2 separate regions of the Sus scrofa genome follow, and region 1 is linked to region 2. Evidence: chromatin contacts called from public HiChIP or PLAC-seq data. All regions are on one chromosome and are shown on one strand. Each heading gives the region's core, a stretch centred on a gene start, on an enhancer-like site or on the middle of the called end of the contact. The rest is flanking DNA. Distances are from core to core; before and after follow the strand shown. Region 1 holds the start of PHF11 (PHD finger protein 11). Region 2 holds the start of ARL11 (ADP-ribosylation factor-like protein 11).

Region 1 (3,883 bases), core at 413-2,912, 150 kb before region 2:
CCTGAATCCTTGTGGATTTTGGTGGGGTTCATTAACCTCTGAGCCACGAAGGGAACTCTGCCGAGAAATTTTCTTGAACTATTTCTTTAATGATTCATTATCTGTTCTCTCTTTCTGGAATTCCTATTATCCCAATGTTAGAACTCCAGGATTGGTTCTCTAAATTTTTTCTTTTAATTTCCAGCTTTTTCTTCTTGCTTTGCTTTCTGGGAGATATACTCAACTTAATCTTCCAGTTTGTCTATTGTGGTGGGCGTATTTTATTGGATTTTTTGGGGGGAGGGGGCTGGGTCGCATTTTTTTAATTTCTAGAGCTCTTTTCTGAATATTTTTTCTTTAGTAGTGTCTTATTTTTGGTTCATGGTTGTAGTATCTTATCTCTTTGAAAATGCTTTATCATGTAACACACACATACAGGCGTTCATATCTGTATTTCTGTGACCTCCAAGGTTTGTTTCTTTGTTTTCCCTGTATGTTTCCTTTGGTTTTTGTACTTCATGTTTTAGGCTTTCCTCAGTTAGTGATCTTGGCAGTCAGCTCACACTTAACAGTGGAACACGGAAAAGCTGAGATTATAAACTGAGAGTGGGGGAAGGGGCTCTTCAGCTGCTTTGCTATGACCTAGCTGGGCTATTTAATCTCCAATTCAGTCTCTTTAGGGCTTTTTTTTTTTAACCTGGCAAGGAGTATGCTTCCACCTGCTGGCTTGAAAGCAAAAAAAAAAAAAAAAAGTTGCTGCCAGAGCCTGCTTTTTTTTCCCTGTTTCACAGCTCCACACTCTTGCTTCTGTAATTCATTTCTATGTTTGTCAAGACTATTCCAAGTTATCCTTTTTAATATTGTTTCTCTTTTCTGACCCCAATTTGCCTCATTTCCTCTTCTTAAAACCTGCTCAAAAAGCAAGACCTCCAGGAGTTTTTCCTTTCATTAGTTACTCAGCAAACCACCATTATATGCTTCTTTTACAGAACAACTTACTTTTGAGCTGTAATTTAATTATATGCGTTCATGTTCTCTACATGTGTATTTGTTCCATGCACCGAAAACCTCGTCTTGTATGGTGCTGTGTACCCCATGGGTGCTAAAATAAAGACTTGCAACTGGCAAATGGAATCGTGCTCAGTTAATTCTGCGTCCACTTTATGCTAGGCCTACTTAGGCCAAACTTGGTGTGATACATTTGTAGAAAATAATGGGTAAACTGGGAGTTCCTGTCCTGGCTCAGTGGTGATGAACCCGACTAGTATCCCTGAGGATGAGGCTGGATCCCTGGCCTCACTTAGTGGGTTAAGGGTGGGCATCGCTCTGGCTGCGGCGTAGGCCGGCAGCTGCAGCTCTGATTCTACCCCTAGGCTGGGAATTTCCCTAAGCCATCGGTGTGGCCCTAAAAAAATAAGAAAAGAATGGGTAGACCCTCAGAAAAGCAGTCATTTCTCCAGCTGAGTCCAAAGGCTTCCACCACCTCTCCTCCAACCATTCGGAAAGTGGGGGCAGGGTGGGGAGCGCCAAGCGTGCTTTAAAAACAAAAAAATCGAGTTCAGACTCGGATCTGGAGAAGTTGCGAGTTCCCGTTTGAAAACCCTACCAGCAAACCCTTTGCGTCGCTTCCTGCGGGACTTTCCCCGGGCAGCGGAAATAAATCAGCACGAATTTCGAATCTCACCAAAAGGAACTTCCGTCGGCGCGGGCGCAGGGCGCAGCCATGGACGCGGCTTGGCCCTCCGATCCCAAGGCGGCCCGGGCCGGCCGGTGCGCGGCCGAGGACGGGGTCCCGCTCCCGACTGGTGAGTACCAAGCGGGACGGGAGGGGCGGGCGGTGTCCCGCTGCGACAGTCCGGGCCCAGGGCCGCCCTCTAGTCGCTGCCACTTGGGGGCCCCCGACCCGCCTCGCGACGCGGCGCGCAGCTCTTAGCTCCGCAGCGGCTCGGCTTTGGGCGTCCACCGCCCTGCTCTGCGCCCAGACCGTACCCTGCGGCTTCTAGGGAGGAGTGTTTGCTTTCGGTTCAGCTCGACCACCGCTGATAGGACAGCCCACAGCCACAGCCCTGCCGCGCTGGGACCAAACCGAAACCGAAGCGAAACGAAAGCTGGGAAACGAAAGGAAACGCCTGTGGGTTTACTCTCCCAACGCGGCTCCACCCACCCCTCAAACAGTGCGGCCGGAGCGATGCCCTGGCCGAGGTAGCCTGGTCGTGGCCCCCTCTAGAAGAGAAGGGGTCCGCTGGGACTCAGGAAGCAGTTTGGAAAGTTCGCACTGAAAATGTGACGTTATGGAATCACTCCCTTATACCCACTCAGTAGTTCAGGTCCTCTGTGGCCCTCTCCTTAAGTGAGGCAAATCTGAGTGGGCTCCTCTCTGCGCTTCAACAACAGCTGGAGAGCTCCTACCACTTGCAGGCTCAGGGCCACGTGGCGGGCTGCAGAGATGAGTTAGGCTCGCTCAGCGCTGAAGAATCTAATAGGCTACTCATGTGTGACCTGCTAAGAACCACAGAGACACAGATGAGATGCTCCTCCAACTCAGCCTATTCCTCAGTTCAAAGAAAGCCCTATCAGTTTTAAAGGGCAAGAGTCAACCCGAGGTTGGAGTTCCCATTGTGGCTCAGCGGTTGAGGAACCCAGCTAGTATCCATGAGGACGAGGGTTCGATCCCTGAACTCCCTCAGTGGATTAAGGATGCGACGTTGCTGTGAGCTGTGGTGTAGGTATCAGACGTGGCTTGCTTGGATCCAGAGTTGCTGTGGCTGTAGTGTATGCAGGCTGGCAGCTACAGCTCTCATTCCATCCCTGGCCTGGGCACTTCGATATGCCCAGTCCAGTCAGAGGTAGAAAGGTTGAAAAGGCAGTCCAAACAAGTGAAGACACCAGCCAGGCACTTGGCTATTTCATTTAGCTAGTGTGTATACAGAATGCAAGATGAGTTACTGAGGATGAGTTTCTGTCCTGACTTTTTCCCCAAACTCCAGACTCATAACCAGCTTCATCAATGCCTGGAATGACCTCGAATTGGTTATATCCCAAAGTAAACTCCCATTTGCCTACACACACCCACTTACTCCAAACCTGCTCAGCCACCACCAGTCTTCCCCATCCTGTTTGCCCAGTTGCTCAGGCTAAAACCCTAGTGCCACCCTCTGTGCCTCTCTTTCCTCCTTGCCTCCCATCTAGTGCACTAGTCTCAGTCTTTCTCTTTGCAGCCCATTTCTCGCCTTCCCACCATATTCAAGTTTCTGCACAAATGTACCTTCACACCCTTGCCTGCCCATGCTGTTAGAACAGCCCTTCCCCTACCGTCATTAATCTCTACCCTTCCTTCCCCTGCTCTGTTTTTCTTCGTAACACTTAACCCTGGCCTGAAAAATAATACTTGTTTGATGTTTGTCTCTACTACAAAAATGTAAGTTCTATGAGAGTTGAAATTCACATCTAGGAGTTCCCGTCATGGCTCAGTGGTTAATGAATCCGACTAGGAACCATGAAGTTGTGGGTTCCATCCCTGGCCTTGCTCAGTGGGTTAAGGATCCGGTGTTGCCGTGAGCTGTGGTGTAGGTTGCAGATGCAGCTCGGATCCTGTGTTGCTGCGGCTCTGGCGTAGGCTGGTGGCTACAGCTCCCATTAGATCCCTAGCCTGGGAAACTCCATATGCCACGGGAGCAGCCCTAGAAAAGGCAAAAAAAAAAAAAAAAAAAAAAAAAATTCACATCTATTCCCTGCTTTATTTCTGGTGTCTAAAACAATACATAGTGGATTCTCATTAAGTATTTGTTAAAAGAATGAATGAGCCGTACTACTAGAGAGCTTGGCTTCTATTCTTCAGGGGATAGAGAAGAGTCTTTAGCAGGAAGGAAATGTGAGCCAATGTACATTTTAGAGAGATCACTGG
Region 2 (4,050 bases), core at 888-3,387:
CAAGGGTGCCCCCAGGTGGTCCCAAGTCAAAGCCCAAACTGTTACTTTCTGTGCTTCATTGCCTCCCAGGACAGCTGTCTGAAAGCTCCTCCCACCTGGGTGTCTGATGAAAAGCCTGCTTCCTTGTTGAGCCAAAGGGACAGGGCTGGAGTTTATGGAGGTAACTCACCTCCATACCCACATGGCCTTTGGGCAGGACTAGAGCCCCATTCAATATAACTGCTGTTTCCCTGGCTCTCTACTCCTCCAGCTTACACGGGACTTTAGTGAATGCCTGTCCAGACCCCAGAGGGAGATGTCTCTCTGAGTCTGAGGTCAGTACTACAAAGGGCCTCCAGGTGGCCTGCATGCTGGCCCTGTGGCCCCAGGCTTCACTGGAATCCTCAGGGCAGGAGTCTGGGAAGTGTGCCTCCCCTCATGTCACCTGCAGGCACTCAGCACCCAAGCAGCCTGGTATGGTGCCTCCAAGCCTTCAAGTCTACGGCTTCTTCCGTCTCTGCCCACCTCCCTTCTCCCCTCCCTTGGGCTCACACAAGGGGAACCAGGGCCAGAGTAGCACCCCTTTGCTCCCCAGCCTCCAAGCACAGGTCATCCTTTGCCTGCTGCACCGGTATCCTCTGCCAGTCCCAATCCTGCAAAATCCTGGCAAGATTCCCACTGATTCATCAGCCAGGCCCAGACAGAGCTGGGTCCCAAGTTCGTCTGATCGCCCAGCACCACAGGCAAGACAGACAAGCGCCCTCCAGACAGTGCTGGGCTGCTTTAAGACAGCGCACGTCCTTATAAAATCTGGTTTTAGCAATAATCCGAATCTCCACCCTCCATATCTGATCAGGTCGCTAATTCTCCACCGCCCCCCAGATGAAATCTGATCACCTTGGCCTGTCTTTAGTGAAGACCCCATTAGGTCGGTTTAGCCAGAACCCTGCTCTCCCCTGATGCTTCTTCTTAGTAATTTTCCATATCCACTGACACCCGCCCCCACCCCCAGCTCCTTGGCTATAAATCCCCACTTGCCCACGCTTTTTTCGGAATGGAGCCCAGTTCTGCACGAAGGTCTCTTCCCCTATTGCAGGACTATTCTGCAATAGTCCTGAATAAAACCTTTTTTTTTTTTTTCTTTTTTTACCACTTTAACCATTGTTCTGCTGTGGTTTTTCTTTGACTATAATTCTACCTCTAAATCCCTTCCATTATGCTTCAGTTTCTCACCAAAACGACTGTAGCCAGAACCACAGGCTCCCCCCAAAACCCAAAAGGACAGTGACATCAACAACATGACATAGTGGTGCCCGTGTTTCCAATTTTTCCCAATCGCTTCCTCCTGTTAAAATATAGCCACCTTACAACGACAGCCGCTACAATGAGGGGCTCGCCATTTGCAAAGCACTTTCTCAGTGAGCAACACGATACAATGAAAGAGAGATGAATTATAAATCTCAGCAAGATCATGAACAAATTCTCTCTCCCGTCTGAGCCATTTCTTCATTAGTAAAATGAGAGAATCCCAACCCCCATCTTGGTCCTTGACGATTTAGTAAAGAATGTGCCAGAAAGCAGAACTGTTACCAGCTATGAGCGCCAAGTCACTGGAGCTCCAGAGCCAAGTCAGAATCTGCTACAGAAGCAAAGGCTTCTGAGTGGTTAATTTTTTGGAAAATTCTATTTTTTGGAAGTATCATTTTTTTTTTTTACTGGGAAAAACAAAATGACATTGTTCAAGAAAAAAAAAATTAAGCAATAAGCTTAATCACCCTTAGTTCCACCTCATTAACATAACTTTTAATTTTTATGGTTTAACATATATATATTTATATACACACATATGTATGTGTATATGTGATACACACACACACATTTTGGTTTACCTGCAACATTAAACCTAATTTTTAAGAGTATTTTATTTTTGTTTGTTTTTGGTTTTGTCTTTTTGTCTTTTTAGGGCCGCATATGGAGGTCCCAGGCTAGGGGTCCAATTGGAGCTGTAGCCACTGGCCTACACCAGAGCCACAGCAACGCAGGATCCGAGCCGTGTCTGCGACCTACACCATAGTTCACAGCAACGCTGGATCCTTAACCCACTGAGCGAGGCCAGGGATGGAATCTGCCACCTCACGGATGCTAGTCACCGCTGAGCCGTGATGGGAACTCCTACAGGGTTTTAATCCTATTTGGGCAGCTTGTAAGCACACATGGTTCCAAGCAAATAAAAGAATCTCCAGGCACCAGAAACACACTGAGCTGAGGGAAAAGGGGGGATTCTCAGATTCCTCCACCAAGAGGATCACAGGATGGTGAGAGGAAGAGCAGTAGAAACAGCAAACGCAGATGTGGTCCTGAACGGGGGGCCCTCCCTGCAGCATAGAGTCTGAGCTGCTAAGAAGCAGGTGTTACTGAGGACGTTTTGTGCCTGACCCCAGCAGGTCTGCTCTCTCCCAGGGGCCAGAGCAGAGAGACGGCCTGCGGAGCTCGCCCTGCCCCCAACCACGTGGGAAAGGGAAACAGAAAAAGGAGAACCAGTAGCAGCCACTCGAGACTTCCCTCACCTCTCAATCGTGGGACCTGACTGAGCAGTGGAAAGCAGCTGCAGGGGAGGACACGGTCACAGGGGAGCTTTCAGCCACAGTCTAATCACATTGGGTAGTTTGTTTTTTTTAAGGGCCACACCTTGTGTCACACCACATGCAGGTTCCCAGGCTAGGGGTCCAATCGGAGCTACAGCTGCAGCTGCCGGCCTACAGCACAGCCACAGCAACTCTGAGCTGCGTCTGCGACCTACACCGAAGCTCACGTCAACGCTGGATCCTTAACCCGCTGATCGAGGCCAGGGATTGAACCTGCATCCTCATGGAGACTGGGTTCTTAACCCGCTGAGCCACAACAGGAATTCCCAATACTGAGGTAATTTTAATTTTTACTCTTCCACGCCTGCCATGAGGAACGAACAGAGGCTGTCTTATTTTCTTCCAGGGCCAACAGAAATGTACTCCTGGGGGTGAGATGTTCCTTCACCTGCTCCAGCCAAGGCTTCCCTAGACTAAGTTGGCATCAGGTCTTAGTCTTGGCATCTGGGATTCCTGTAATTCATGTGTAATGTTGTAGAGGTCACTTACCTCAGTAAGACACTGGAGGAAAGCCCTTTGCCCTGACTGGTACATCTGTCCTCAGTCAACAGTATTTATAAATAGCCACTGTTACAGGACACGCAGCCTGGTCCTATGGGGAGTTCCAAAGGCAGCAGAAGTTACCATGAGCCGACGGTCCCCCTCCCTCTGTGTCCTGACCCCAGGATAGCTTCCACTTCAGGGTTTAGGCTTCCAGGAGGACAAGAGAGGCTAGAAGCCACGGACCAGCAGGAATGGAAGAATCTTTCAGTCATTTCTACTGAACCAAGCTTGTCTAGCTGGAATTTGGTTGTGCCTCCTTGCTTTAACCACAGGGAATGTGAGCCTACATTCCATGTCTTGGGGCGGGGGGCTCCGCTCTGTAGGAGGCAGCCGGGAGAGATGGGTCAGCTGATTCACCCACCCCTACTTCCTGGCCCTTTCAGAGCCCAGGCCTGTCTTTGAAACCTGACATGCTTCCCTACTTTGGCCATAGAAACCCTTCCTCCATGTGCCTGCATGAATTTGTGTTCCTACAGAAAAGAATAGCTGATGTGTGCACCCGGCCGTTCTCCCCTAGGGTCTGGCAGGGGCCGCCATGGGGTCTGTGAGCTCCCGAGGTCACAGGGCGGAAGCCCAGGTGGTGATGATGGGCCTGGACTCGGCCGGCAAGACCACCCTCCTGTACAGACTAAAGGGCTACCAGCTGGTGGAGACGCTGCCCACCGTGGGTTTCAACGTGGAGCCTTTGGAGGAGCCTGGACATGTGTCTCTGACTCTCTGGGACGTCGGGGGACAAAGCCAGCTCAGGGCCAGCTGGAAGGACCACCTGGAGGGCACAGACATCCTCGTGTATGTGCTGGACAGCACAGACGAAGCCCGCTTGCCTGAGGCGGTGGCTGAGCTCAGGGAGGTCCTGGACGACCCCAGCGTGGCCAGTGTCCCC

The links. HiChIP or PLAC-seq counts read pairs in DNA pulled down with a chosen protein or histone mark.
Region 1: a contact with region 2 is called in an H3K27ac HiChIP or PLAC-seq map of alveolar macrophages. The contact joins the promoter of PHF11 here to the promoter of ARL11 in region 2. A contact is called at or near these places in 2 of 5 promoter capture datasets (fetal liver and liver), 1 of 47 Hi-C or Micro-C datasets (liver) and 2 of 2 datasets of contacts at active chromatin or transcription factors (alveolar macrophages and skeletal muscle).

The regions. Positions count from the first base shown.
Region 1 is chr11:18,249,750-18,253,632 of Sscrofa11.1, reverse strand. It overlaps PHF11 (PHD finger protein 11), which reads left to right and starts at 1,662. Exons shown (of 10, transcript NM_001244327.1): 1 at 1,662-1,784. The coding sequence starts at 1,703. SETDB2 (histone-lysine N-methyltransferase SETDB2) reads left to right here. Exons shown (of 14, transcript XM_013980508.2): 14 at 1-1,108.
Region 2 is chr11:18,098,512-18,102,561 of Sscrofa11.1, reverse strand. It overlaps ARL11 (ADP-ribosylation factor-like protein 11), which reads left to right and starts at 2,137. Exons shown (of 2, transcript XM_005668400.3): 1 at 2,137-2,901; 2 at 3,644-4,050. The coding sequence starts at 3,703. The region is part of intron 3 of EBPL (emopamil-binding protein-like); the gene reads right to left.